2 separate regions of the Macaca fascicularis genome follow, and region 1 is linked to region 2. The links are chromatin contacts, called in public Hi-C maps. All regions are on one chromosome and are shown on one strand. The core of a region is the stretch at or near the end of the contact, and the rest is flanking DNA. Distances in the headings are between cores, read along the strand shown.

Region 1 (6,815 bases), core at 1,428-3,927, 82 kb after region 2:
AAGTTCCAGCAAAGGGCTGACCACAGAATGCCTGGCACAGGGTCTCTGAATACTACCCTTCTCTTCTTGTCACATGGGAAAGGAGGTGCTAGTCCTTTTGTCCTTTTTCCAGGGTGGTGGTAGGGAGAGAAAAATATAGAAGGGAAATCTTAACACTGTAGCACATCAGATTATCAAGAGATACTGAAGATCTTCTAACCTCCCTTTGCCATTTGACAGATGAAGCAACTGATGCTCAAATAGATATGCTTGTGTTGCAGCCATGAAGTTGGTAGAGGCATGGCCAATCTGGTAGAGTCCTGGGTCATAGTAGGGCCGGAGAAGGGCAGTGTCTTCTCTTTTTTTAGCCAGGACCAAACCGATACTCCTAATTTGTGGGCCTTGCAGACACAAGATGAGTCAGGCTTCTTGTGAGTCAGTCTGTTGACAAGCCATCCCTGGCCATTCCTAGCCCATTCAAAATAGATGGAAGACCAGGGGAAGGGTATGAGCAGGCCAATTTAATTAGTGTGGGCTCTAAGGTACCTTAAGTTAGCCCTACTGAATTTAAACTGCCTAGGGGAAAAAATAACTGTAATTATTTCCTTCTCTCCTCTATCCTTGTATTCCAACTCCCAACCTCCATGCTTCCCTCATTCACAAAACAACCTTTAAAATAGGGACTAGCACAGAGACGCCCATAAACTAGGTCTCAGCGTTCCTTTTTTCTGCCCCTTTCCCCTGTGAGCGCTGGGTCCTGGAAGGGAGCAGAGTGAGTCCGGAAGTGTCCGCAGGGCCTGGCTGTATTCTAATTTAAGGAGGTTGTTACATTGAGTAGAATATTATTCCAAAAATGCACCCAGAGTCTCCTTCCTGAACCAACGCAGATCCTTTAGCTGCGGGGCATTTCTTTTAAAAGCCCCTTTTCTCTCTTCTACAGATCAAAATAAGCAAACTTTAATGGTAGGGAATTATTGTTTATTTTGTTGAAATCTAGTTCTGAGTTTTCCTACTTGAAACGTGTTTTCCCCAGGACACTGACCTATCCTTTAATTGTTTGGTGCGAGGCATGTTAGGGGGAGGGGCGTTACTTGTTTATTGGAACAGCGCAGTTAAAAAAAAAAAAAAAAAAAATCAACCTAGGCTAACAGTTTCAAGGCTCCCCTAAAGATGTATCCAAACAGGCAGCCAATCAGCGCTTACACAGCTTTTTCTGCTTGACTCTTTTAAAGAGACAGTGCCGACAGTGTTTTATCCCATTTAAAGAGATCCGCTCTCTAAAAACAGTCTGAAAATGGGGGAGCCTTCCCCTATTTCGCCGGTACCTGGTCTTAAGAGTCTCTAATGAGGGGCACGCAGTGTGTCTTCTGGGTTCTCGGCGTGGGCAGAAAGGAGTCAGCAGCAAATAGCTGGGTCACTCTGCCAGCCCCCCTCAATTTCCCATTGTACACCTGGGTCACTGACAATGGAAGCTTCCCCTCCCCCTACGCCTGACTCTCGTCCCCTACTCCCCAATTTAGCTCCATTTATTTGAAGTTTGCACATTTCTGTGGCGCGCATTCCGCGTCGCAGGCCGCCCAGGTGACGCCCCCCCATCCCCGAGTGGCACCCTTTCCCGTGGAGAAGCCGAAGGGCTAACTTGCCAGGACTGGCAAACCTTGGAAATTTGGGAGAAATCACTCTCGTTCCTCTTAGTTGAAGTCCCCTGTCCCCAACCCCCCCAGCTCCCCAAAGCACGCCAAAGGCCATTTTCGCGCGGCTCCACTTTGGGGTTTTCCAAAGTATTTTAATGATCTAGTAAAGGAGCAGCCGCGCGCCTCGGCGCCGGCTCGAGCCGCGCCGCTCTCAGCGTGGAGCCCCGGGCCCGGCGCTCGGAAGCTAGACTGGGCGAGAGTGAGGCCCGGGGGCGGGGCGGGCTGGGGGCCGGGCTGGAGTCTGGGGAGGGGCTCGGGGTCGGAGCCTAGGGGGAGGACTACCGAGAGGGAAGGGCGAGATAAGGGCTGGGCTGGCGCGGGCCGCGGCGGGGGGGAGGTGAGGAGCAGATAAGGGAGACGGACGTGGCAGGAGGGAGAGAGCGGCGACCGCTTGGGGGTCTGCGCCCCCTCCCACCGGACGCTGCCGCAGCGCCCCCCTAACCCCCAGTGGTCCACGCCGCGGGGAGCGCCAGTCAGATCCCCCTCCTCGCTGGGGCGAGGAGACCAGGGTGCCCCCAGCCCGATCCACGTCGTCCCCCGCCCCGGCGACAGAAAAGAGAGGCTCGCGCCCCCGGACGCCCCCAGTTCGCTCGCAGGAGCAGGCAGCGGCTCCGCGGAGGCGGCCGCAGCGGGGACTGCCGCGGCCGGCGCTGTCAGGGCGTCCCTCCCGGCCGGCCCGGGCCCGCCCCCGCGTGCGCCGATTGGTCGACGCGGCCATCCATCGCGGGACGTTGCCGCCCGCCTCGCTCCCTCGCCCGGGTAGCCACGTTCGGTTGAGCTCCAAGTAGACCAGCGGCGGCGGCGGCGGCGGCGGCAGCGGTGTTGGAGGCGCAGAGGGCGGCGCAGGCGGAGCCGGGAGGGCGCGCGAGCGAGCGGAGAGCGGGCGGCCGTGCGGGCGGCGGCGGCGGCACTCCAGGCCGAGCCGGCGCGGGAGGAGTTCCAGGGCGATGGGGCCGCGGCCGGGGCTGACGCTTTGACAGCTGGAAAGAGCGCGGAGCCAGCGCCTGGGGGGGAGGGAGGGGAGCGCGGCGAGGAGAGCGCCAGCGAGCGAGAGAGCGAGCGAGCGCCGGGGAGGGGGCCGGGAGCGAGGGGCAGCTCGGGAGAGCCGGAGCGGTAGCGGCGGCGGCGGCGGCGGCGAGGCTCGGCGCCCTCTTCCCTGCAAACCATGTTTGCCAAAGGCAAAGGCTCGGCGGTGCCCTCGGACGGGCAGGCTCGGGAAAAGTAAGCCCTATTTTGCAAGTGGCGGCCGCGCCGCCGCCGGGCTGCGGGCGGGCGGTGGGAGGCAGGTGGGCGGGCGGGGGCCGGGGGCTGCTGCGCCCTCTGGCCCCCGGGTCCAGGCGCCGCCTGCCTGGCCCCTTCCCCGAGGCCGGGGCGGGCGGCGTGGGAGAACCCATTGTTGGGAGCCGGCGGAGGTTGGGAGATCGGGGAAGGGGCGGCGGGGGGAGCCGCCGGAGGAGGTACTTGGTGGCCGTGGCGCGGGCCGGGCGCGGGGCCCCGCGGTGAGTGGTGGGCGAGGTCCCGCCAGCGAGCCTGGACGCTCGCTCCAGCCGGGCGCTCGCCGCGGTGGCCGCACTTTGCCCACCGGGCGCGGGCAGGGGGCGCGTGGCTTCTGCAGCCCCGAAGCCGCCTTTTGTCCGCCGGCGGCGTGAGGAGTGCGTGCCGGGGGCTTTGTTCGGCCGGGAGCGCTCTCCCTTCCCTGCCCTCGTATTCGTCACTGGGTCCGCGTCCTCGGACGCCGGGCTAGGCAGCGACGGTGGCGCCGGCTTGGCCCCAGACTTGGGGCACAGTTGTTTGGGGGGAGGTGACGAGGGTGGTGCTTTGCTGCCCTCTCTAGAGCGCGCCAAGCACCCGGAGTCCAGGGCTGAGTCTCCCTGGACCTCCAAAGCCGGGGAGAGCGTAGCGAGGACTGGGTCGGGAAAGGCAAGGTGGCTGTGGGGTCGAGTGGCTTGCGAGTTTGAGGAACCTAGGTGGGTTTGTCCCCGACGCGACTTGGAAGTTCAAGTTTGGGGCTGCTCTCCATCCCTCACTGCTTGAGGTAACGCGTTCCCCGGTCCCCACCCCCTAACTGTTCGCACCTGGCGGCCCTGTTTGGGGTTAGCTAGCTGCTTACCTCTGGTCGGGGCCACAATGGGACGGCGCAGACAGGGCTCAAAGCCTGCTGGCAAGGTCCTGGAGAGCGCCGGTGGGATCTGACTCCTTCCCCTCTCTCTTTGCTCCCTGCCCACTTTCCAGGTTAGCTTTATACGTCTACGAATATTTACTGCACGTAGGAGCACAGAAATCTGCACAGACCTTCTTATCGGAGGTGAGTGGGACTCCCCCCAGCATCCAATTTCTTGACACCCCCCTCCCCACTATTCTTAGAGCCTTTGTTTTCAGGAGCAGCCACTGTGGCCACCATTTTGAATTTTTATCACCTTTTGGCATTTATTGTTAGTTGGTCTTCCCAGCCTTTTGGCTCTAGGAAGCCCCCAGCCCACCCCGTGTCTACTCCTCTAAGCTGCCTCCGCTCTTACCTTTCCAGATTCGATGGGAAAAAAACATCACGTTGGGAGAACCGCCTGGGTTTTTGCACTCGTGGTGGTGGTAAGTTTGTGTGATAGTTTTGCATGTGTGTTTGTTTTGTTCTGAGCCCTGGGTCCAAGTGAACAAAGAAGGGAGGCCTGGAGCAGGCCCTCCACCCTGTGGCCCTCCGCGTTGCACAGAGCGGGGCACCTCGAGGCACTCCGGCCCAGCTGGCCAAGGAGGAAAAGGGCAGAAGAGGATGCTACCTGAAGTTTTGGGGAAAAACGACAAAATAATCTGTGATGTTGGGGTAGAAACTCCTTACTTTTACATCTCACTCTGGGGCTCTAGGCAAGGGTTTGAAAAAACATTGGAGGATTTTTGTCAATTCTGCATGTTGCTTTAATTAGAGGAGTGGGGGTGGGGCGGCGTGGAGGGGATACCAGGTCTGTTTTACAATTAGCCTGTCCGTTCCTTTTTCTCCTCGGAGCTTACAACCTTAAGATAGGACATCTACGGGGCTTTTTCCAGGCACCCTGAGAAAAAGCAAGAAAGGGCTGCCACTTCCTTTAAAGATACTGATTCAGACTGACTGGTCCTTCCTTTCCTCTGGGAGCTCCCCGCCCCCCTCCCCCACTAAAACCACAAAGTGTTGTTTTAGGCAGAACCTTAACTGGTCAGAGTCGACCTCACAGTGTCTGTAGTTAGGGGCTCCCACTCTCTGTGACTCTCTTACCAGGTCTCTGTGTCCTTTGGGTGTGGGGCCACCGCAGGTTTGGTCTCTGTTGGGTATACGACAGCCAAGAGGGAGCTTAGGGTCAGCCGGACCCAGTTGCCCTAAGTGTATGACCCCGGTGTTTTGTGCCACTGACTGGTGGAGTCTTTAACATCCTTTTGAAACAGAAAAGAAAGCAGAGTGGCTTTTGATACTTTGATGGAGTTCAACAAAACGGTGTGTCCTGTCTCATGTCTGTTGGCATCTTAGCGGGTTTACCTGCCAGCTCAGGTTACTGTTCTAAGTCTTAGAACAGCAGGAGGATGAAGTGTCTGTTCTAACTTGTGCAGAGAAAATGAGTTTTTAATTACTTCTGCCAACCTCGGAACTGCAGGTCTTGGAGGCATTAGTGTGGCGGAAGGATTCCACCTGTAGGAGTGGGTGATAGGTTTTCTGTGGCTGTTTTTGGAGGGAGTGTGTGGATGGGGTTGGCAGCTCTGATCGGCTTGGATCTTGTAGAAAGTTAGGCTTATGATTGAAGGTTACTTAGGCTTATGAGTGAAGGTGCTGGGGAATATGTAGTGTTGGAAACCTTTAACGTGTGGAGGAGGTAATCAGATGTGTACAGTTCCAGAAGACAGAAAGAAATGTTCTTTAGCCCCTCTCTGCAGCTAGTAGAAGTCCCTGATTTTCCTGTTATATCCAGGAGCTCCTGAAACTTCTCCATCCTTATCTCAGGCATAGGAACGTAGAGTCTGTTGTGTGAGGCCCGGGCGATGGTGGCTTATGAGTGGCTGTGGTCCTGTTTGGTAGAAGTTGGTTCCTGCGATTTGACACTGAGCAAAATGACCCAAGGAGGAAGCAGTGGAGCTTGTCTGGTGAGGGGCAGGCTGCATTATTCACACACCTTGAGTGAGATGCTTGTCTGATGACTTGCAGAGCTGCCTGTTTGTGACGAGGACAAGAGCATTGGACCAGGAATTTGGTTTTGGTGCCCACTTTACCCTTTAAGCTGGTTCTGTCCCTGGGCCTTGGGCTCCTGATCTGGAGAGTTTCTTAGGTCCCTTGTTAATAACAGTGACAACTCCGTCTTTGAATAGGGCTTTATTGGTTGACATAGGACTTGTATGTCTGTTCTCGTACAAAATGTTGGAGTGACCCTACAAAATCTTTAGTGGGGGATGAGGCAGGCATTTCTGGGCTTGCTTCCTTCTTCCCTTTGCTGACAGGTGCTTCTCTGAAGAGGGCCCTCTACTGCAGTGTGAAAGGACCAGATACTTGGATGTCCATGACCTGTCCTTTGCCTAACTGATTTGTGTTTTTTGGTGCGTGGAGGGAGGAGTGGTTCTTGCATAAGAATTCCTTGGGGGAGGGCTTGGGTGGGAGTGGGGGTGGGGTGGGAAGGGTGGAGGTGTGGGCTCTGGGATTAAGAACCTGTAAAATTTCCTTTATTGACAGAGTCTCTCCTAGATTGCTGGATGTATGAATCATAGTTATGTCCTGACTTTGGCACTTGAACCTTTTTTAGGATATGCAGCCATTTTGGTTTGGGTGGTGAAAAGAAAACAGATGAGACCAGTATGGATTCTCATCCACATTTGCGTTCGTCCTCCTAGGGCATCCATGAGTGGGTTCTACTAACCCCTTTGAGCTTCAGTTGCCCCCTGTGTAAAGTGGAGAGAAAATTGCCTACCTTATAGTCTATGGTAGACACAAGTAATACGGGTGTGAGGCATCGGGCACGCAGTAGGTATTTGATATATAAGAACTATTACTCCCATTACTAATGGCTGACTTGCCAGAAAAAGTTGGACGTGTTCTGTTTTTTAGGCTGTTTGCCCAGTGAGAGCTGATAAGGTGGGATTGAGCCTTTGGGAGACCTAGTACTGTTAGCGCCATGCATTGTGCACTTGCCGTGTGTA
Region 2 (6,717 bases), core at 1,318-3,817:
GCAGGGAAGGACTGGAGTTATTCACCTCAGTGTCCCCAAGGCTGGGCAGGACCTGACCGATGACGTGTGTGAGCCCAGGGAGCATGGCAGGCTCCAGAATTCACATGCAATGTCACCAGGACAGAACATCTGTGTCAGGGAGAGACTCCAAATGAGGCTGCACAGGCGGGCAGGCCCAGGTGCCAGAGGGTTGGCCATGAGGGCAGCAGAAGGCCGGGCTTCACAGGAGAGGTTCCCAGTGTTGGAGGAAGGCCTGGAGGGGACAGTTTAGAGCCCCTGGGAGATCAGAAGGCAGTGGCTGAGGAAACCGGACGAGAGATATTTAAGGGGAGAAAGGCCCAGACTTGATGCCTGACTGCTCGTGGGCAGTGAGGGAGAGGGAGGTCTCCAGATGACTCCCAGAGCAGTTCCCCTGGTCTCTAGGGACAGGGAGGAGGCTAGCAGCAAGCTCGGACACCAGTTACCTTGGACACAAATAACCCCTAGGGACTCTGCCCCCGCCAGCGCAGAGCTGCAGCCTCTGACAGCGCCTCAGCAGCAGCCAGCAGCCCCCCACGCCCCGTCTTCCCCAGGGGTTGACTTGACGCTCTGCTGGCTCCGTGCCCACCGCTCCCTCCCGCAGTCAGCTCTGCGCCTGCCAGGAGAGGAGAGAAGGGGAGGGGAGACGGGAGGGGAAGGAGGGAGGGGCGGCCGCAGGAGCCCTGCAGGGAGGGAGGAAGGGAGGGCAGGAGAAAGCTAGCCTGCAGACCCCAACCTAGAAGGGAAGGAGAGGAGCGGGCATGGCAGACCAAAGAGGCGGGGCCGTACAGTGTCACCCCCGACTGGGAGTTGCCAGACGCCTTCTCCATCCTCTTGCTACCAACCATTCTAGAGATGGGGGAGCTGAGGCCCAGAGATGGCAGCTGTTTAGAGGCCAAGAGCCCAGATTTCAGCAAACTCAACCCTGCTGTTGGATTACCCCTGCCCCACCACCAGTCTGGAGCAGCCACCTCCACCCAGGTCTGGAAGGGATGACTGTAGAATACCATAGGGCCCCAGAGCAGAAAGCTGGCCTGCTGATTGACCCTAAGGTTCAAGTCCCCCAAGTTCCTATGGTCTAGAGGGTTGGAAAAAAAGATGGGCTGTGTGAGCCCAGGGACCATGGCAGGCTCAGAGACCCGTGGGAGAAATTCTGAGCAAGTCGAGACCTCTCTGATTTCTCATTTGTAAAATGAGAGCGGTGATGCCTCTCTGATAGGGAGCCATCAGTGTCAGAGGAATCAAAGAGGGCTCCGTGAGCACCAAAAAAGCCACAGGTCCCCAGATGACAACCAGGAGGACTAGGTTCAAACTCCATATCCCTGAGCAAATCATTCCCGTCTCTGGGCCTCAGTTTCCCCAATGCACAATGAGGGGACTCAGTCAATGATCTTAAGTTCCCATCCATCACTGAGAGCTTATGGGAAACTGTCTGCCGAAGTTTTAAATTCTAGAGCAAAAATACAAACCCTACTACCATATCTCCCCAGCTCCCTGAACTGGCACTTGAAGGCTCTCCTCTGGCCTGTCAGTGGTCTGCCAGGGGATCACGGTAGCCCCGCCCGGGTACTCCCCGGCTCCGCTGGCCGGTGAAACACAGTGGGCCAAAGTAAAGTGCCTGGTCCCAGGGCTAGACCCGAAACTCCAGACCCCTCGCCGCCCCAGCTGCAAACCTGCCGTGGCGGCCCCTAGGGGGCAGTGTTGCCCCGAACTTGGGCCGCTGCCGCCACTGCCCCCGCCCGGCCCAGCGCCGGGAGAATACTTGAGTTCTGGGAATGTTGGACAACCCCTCCACCGCCCGGCACTCATACCGCCCCCCGCTGCCGGCCCCAGCCCGGGGGCTCCCGCGCTGCGCGCAGCCGGCTCGGTGCGGACTTGCTGCTGGCTCCCCACCTCTCCTAGCCGTACTTCTGGGGACAGGGTTTTTGTCTGGGGTTGGTTTTTCTTTTTTTTTTTGGCCGGGGTTGGGAGCAGGCATTCGGCTCGGGCTGCCTGCGCGGACTAGGATGTCTGAGCTCAGAGACTCGTGGGAGAAATTCGAGGGGCGAGGGGGCTTGTTCTTCCAATAACCTGTCAGCTGCTTCCCCTGTCTCCCCTTTAACCCCGTCACCCCTCCCCGATGTCTGATGGGCATCCACCCAGTACCACCTACCCCAGATCCATCTCCGGGGATCCCCCAAGCCTGCCAGGAAGCGCCCCAGAGTGGGGGTTGCTGCAGTGGGTGATGTTTCCACCCCACCACCAGCCTCGCTTCCCCAGCTCAAACCCAAGCCCAGGGGCTAGGACACAGCCACGATCCGAAGGGTAGCGTTTTGTGGGGGGCGACTCCTGCTGCGAATTTCCCCCAACCCCCAGCCGTGAGCCGTAAAGTCAGGGGCTGGAGCATAGACCGTAAAGGGGAAAAGGAGGAAACCCCCATTCAAGTTTGGTCCAACGGTTTCATGGGGAGGGGGGCAAGTAGGAAGAATTTTTAAGCCCCGAACCCACAAAGCAGACTTTTTTAAAAATTATAATTGAAAACATCTCGAAGGGCCGCCAGAAGCGGGCCCGCTCCCCGCTCCCCGCCCCAACCCCCTTTCCCGCTCCCCGGAGTCCGATGAAGTCATGATAAGTAGGCTGCAAAAAGAAAAAAAAAGTGGGGGGTTGGCTGGGGGGTGGGGGCACAGGGGTCCCAGGCTGGGGCCCCGCACAGTCACAGTTTGGATACTATGGTTACGCGATCCGACCCAAACAGCGAAGGTGGACAACAATAGCGGCCGCCAGAGGAGGAAATTCCTTCCGGGGTGGACGGCGCGGGGGGAGGGGAGCCTGGCTGGAACGCCGAGGTGGCGGCTCGGCCAATCAGCGCGCGGCCGCCGGCGGTTTCAAGGTGCCCCGCGCCGCGCGCCCCCACCCCCCCGCGCGCTCCGCTCGGGCGCTGGAATTGCTGAGACGTTTCCCTGCACGCGCCCGGGTAACCCTGCGGAGGCTGCTGCCCCGGCCGACGCCGCTCCCCCAGCGCCGCCCCCCGTGCCAAGCCCACAGCCCGGGGAAGGCCGAGAGTGGCGCTGCAGGAGTTGCTTGCCCTCGAGGGAGATGGGGGGAAAAATCCCTACAAACCACCCCCTTTCTATGTGTTTGGTTCCTACACAAGCCTGTTTTCTATTTTAAAGCATGTCTCAAGAAAAAATGAAAGGGAGAGAGACAAGGAGAGAGAAGGTCCACCGACAGCTCTAGAAGCCTGGGAGGACCTGACCCCTGCCTCCCGGTCTCCGAGGCTGTTATATAATAAGTTGGGTTATTGATTTTGGCGGTGTTGCCCGGGCATCCGGGATGCAGAGGTCCAAGGACAAAGCTGCTATCTAGAACCCCCTCACCACCACCAAGTTCATGTGACCTGGCTTGCAGTGGTCTCATCGAAACCAGGGGCTCCCCTTCGCCGGCATCTGGGTTATTTATGCGGTGCCGAGTGGGGTAGCCGTTTCTCCCCCACCTGCCAGAGATTCTGTGGCCCAAGGCCCCCTCTTTTGGAAGCCCCAGACTGGCTCTCAAGCCTCTATCCCGGCGGCCAAACCCTCAACCGCGCCTCCTCTCTCTCTTGCTCTCCTGCCAACTACTCAACGCCGGCATGCTGGGCACTGCGAGCGCCACATCGATCCTGTTCCTTTTTTAAGCCCCTAAACCAGGTTTCTGCTTTCTGATGCCTTCTGGGCACAGGGCTTCGATGAGGAGCACAGGCCGTTTTATTCACCGCCTATTACGAGACACTTCTCTGGAAGGATCTAATGTTCAAAAAGTATTTTTGCCTCTCCACTCTCTCTCTCTCTCTTCATATATAATGGGGATAGCCCTAATTCTCCCGTTCCTCGTGTGTCTCTTTATAAATAAATAATGCGATTTTATTAATTATGCACGTACAGTATCTCCAAGCAGATTGCTGTGTCTCTTGATGCTTAACAAAAAAAAATTTAAAAAAAAAAAAAGGAAAAACCCCCTACACTTAAAGCTGTTTTTCTCCTACTGCAAGCAAACAAAAACTTCAAGGGGCCATATGTCCTCAAAAGGGGGAGAGGAAGACAGAACTTGGGGAGAGTGTGGGCAGGAAGAATCTAAAGGGGGTCCTGTGCAGGTTTTCAAGGCAGCTAAAGATGGATTTCAAGTCGCCTGCTTCATGCTTGTGATTGAGCTGCGGGTCTGAAAACATACCAAGGTTCACTTGGGTATTTGTGCGCTAAGGAGGGATGGGCAGCTGCTAATGGTAAACAGGAAACCAGTGAGAAGAGAGCTGGCGGCAGCCCAGTCCCTCTCTCAATTCGGTGCCCCTCCTCAGAGCCCCTGAACCCCTGAGCTCTCAAAACACACTTGGTTTCTGTGCATTTGTGCATCAACAATCTCCTGAATGCCCAACATAATTCCTGGCACATAGTAAGGGCTCAACAAATATTTGCACATTGAATGAATGGAGCGTGGAAAACAGAAAGGGGTTGGGAATAGGCTAGGTCTTGGGACCCCAAGCCTAGGAGGGGCAGAAGTTGGGGCTTTTTCCCTCAGACAATTTGGGGAGTGGGGAGCCTGAAGCTTTCTGGCCAAGGAAGTGACAGAACAGAGCTGAGTGTTAAAAAGCAAAGAGACCAGAGGGCAGAGAGAGGTGCAGTAAAACCAGCAACGTTAAGCAGAGTTAGTGTGGCCAGGGAGGAATGGACACAGTCAGAGATGGTGAGGTGGGGTGTGGTGGGGTGGGGGCTCCTCAGTCCCTTTAGTACATGCAGATGAGGGAGTGGGAGGGGGTCAGAAGTGAGCTTTGATTTGAAACATTGTGGTTGCCTGGCGGGTGCAGTGGCTCACGCCTATAATCCCAGCACTTTGCGAGGTGGGTGGATCATCTGAGGGCAGGAGTTCTAGACCAGCCTGACCAACATGGCAAAACCCTGTCTCTACTAAAAATACAAAAAAAAAAAAAAAATTAGCTGGGAGTGGTGGGGGCGCCTGTAATCCCAGCGTCTTGGGAGGCTGAGGCAGGAGAATCGCTTGAACCTGCTTGGGAGGTGGAGGTTGCAGTGAGCCGAGACTGTGCCATTGCACTCCAGCCTGGGCGACGGAGCCAGACTCTGTCTCAAAAAAAAAGAGAAAGAAAAAAAGAAAAAAGAGACACTGTGGTTCCAGTTCTGAATAGCAAGGCTGTGTGGGAATAGGGATTGAGGGGTGCAGAGATGCGATGCAGTCTCCTATAGAACAGGCACCCAGGCACCAGAGGCTGACTTTTTTTTTTTTTTTTTTTTTTTTGAGATGGAGTCTCGCTCTGTCACCCAGGCTGGAGAGCAGTGGCACAACTGAGACTGAAATTTTAAAAGCAGAAAAAAATAAGAGACCCCAGAGGAGGCACATGAAACTGCCCACAGAGTAATTTGTCCAGCGAAGACCCAGAGGGGCAGCCATGGGTCCCAGGGCAAGGCAGTGCCCAAGCTGGCACATGTTTTTTGTACTACTCCCACCGCACAGAGCAGAAACAGTTTTCTCACACCGCCTGGGGCAGACCAAGCTTCCTGACAAAAGGGTTAATTAAACTGGGCGTGTGTTGCGCAAGTTCAAAAATTATTTTTTTTAAAGGGAGAAGTTCTGGATGCCATTTCTCCTGCTTGTGAGAGGTCCATATATCACTGAGGAGTTAAAACATAAAATAAAATTGTGCTGGCTGTGGTTACCACAAAGCTATCAAGCTGGGTCTTGTTGCCGGAGCCCTGGCATCTGCTGTGTAATTTGGGGAGCACTTAGTCTCCCAACCGTGGGTGGGGGCAGTCTCCTGACTTCTCCCTTTGTATCCTCCTAATTAAAAAGAATTAGGATCTCTTTCCATGTGTGTTAAAGAACATCTCTCATGCTAAGGAAAGGCAATGAGAGGCAAACACTAGAGGTCCCTGGGGGTTTGAGGAGGTGGTACCAGGATCTAGCATGAATCCACCTCAGCGAAGCCATGCCCTATCCTGTGACCTTGATCAAGGACCTCAGTCTGCCCACAAATCAAACTGGGGTGGAGGAAGGCTATTCAAAGATCAAGGATCTTTCATGTTCTGTGGTTCTTAGATATATGTCCAACAGGACAGTGGGGTGATTGTGCCTTGTGGCCTGTGGAGATGGAGCCTCTGCCCCGGCGCAGCCGTCATGCCTGTAATCCTGCCCCAGTTCCAATTGTGAGCTAAGGTCCAAAAAAACAAACCACCTCTAGACCACAGAGGTCCCCAAATTACAGACATGCTCAAGCTCTGATAGATAGCTTCCCATACACACATGCAACAAAACCCTAGGGTCAGAAACTGTCCAGGCTGAGAAATCACAGGGCCCAGCTCACCTGAGATACACAAAGGCCCTCTACAACATCCCAGGCTAGTGTGTGTCCAGCCCCCACTTGAATGCCACAAGTGACAGAGAGCTCACTTACCATCTATGAACTCTAGCCCAGTCTATCCTAACCACTGCTGCAGGTATCCACCAAGATGTCTTGCTAATATCTCAAAGTCAGCATTTACCAAGATGGAACTCTTCATGTCCTCATCAGACCTGCTCCTCCTCCCCTTCCTCCTATGTGTCCTGGCTCAGAAAACTGGCACCACGAGCTAGAAACTTGGGAGTTATTCTTGACTTCCCACTCCACCTCCAGGCAGCCAGTCTCCAAGTCCTGAGGTTCTGCCTTCTTACTCCCTCTCCAGGCATTCCCTGCTGCCT

The links. A called contact is a pair of places that touch in the nucleus more often than the background predicts.
Region 1: a Hi-C map of liver shows a contact between it and region 2, with 4 times the contacts expected there. The contact joins the promoter of SSBP3 here to the enhancer-like site in region 2. A contact is called at or near these places in 2 of 2 Hi-C or Micro-C datasets (liver and skeletal muscle).

The regions. Positions count from the first base shown.
Region 1 is chr1:180,262,950-180,269,764 of T2T-MFA8v1.1, forward strand. It overlaps SSBP3 (single stranded DNA binding protein 3), which reads left to right and starts at 2,678. Exons shown (of 17, transcript XM_005543286.5): 1 at 2,678-2,894; 2 at 3,906-3,978; 3 at 4,198-4,259. The coding sequence starts at 2,839.
Region 2 is chr1:180,180,959-180,187,675 of T2T-MFA8v1.1, forward strand. No RefSeq gene overlaps it. Among named protein-coding and RNA genes, the nearest start is that of ACOT11, 53 kb to the left of the region's middle. Within about 2 kb of position 2,568, at least 5 of the 6 cell types and tissues checked have an H3K27ac peak or open chromatin away from gene starts, as enhancers often do. A contact at or near this core is called in liver, where this site is marked.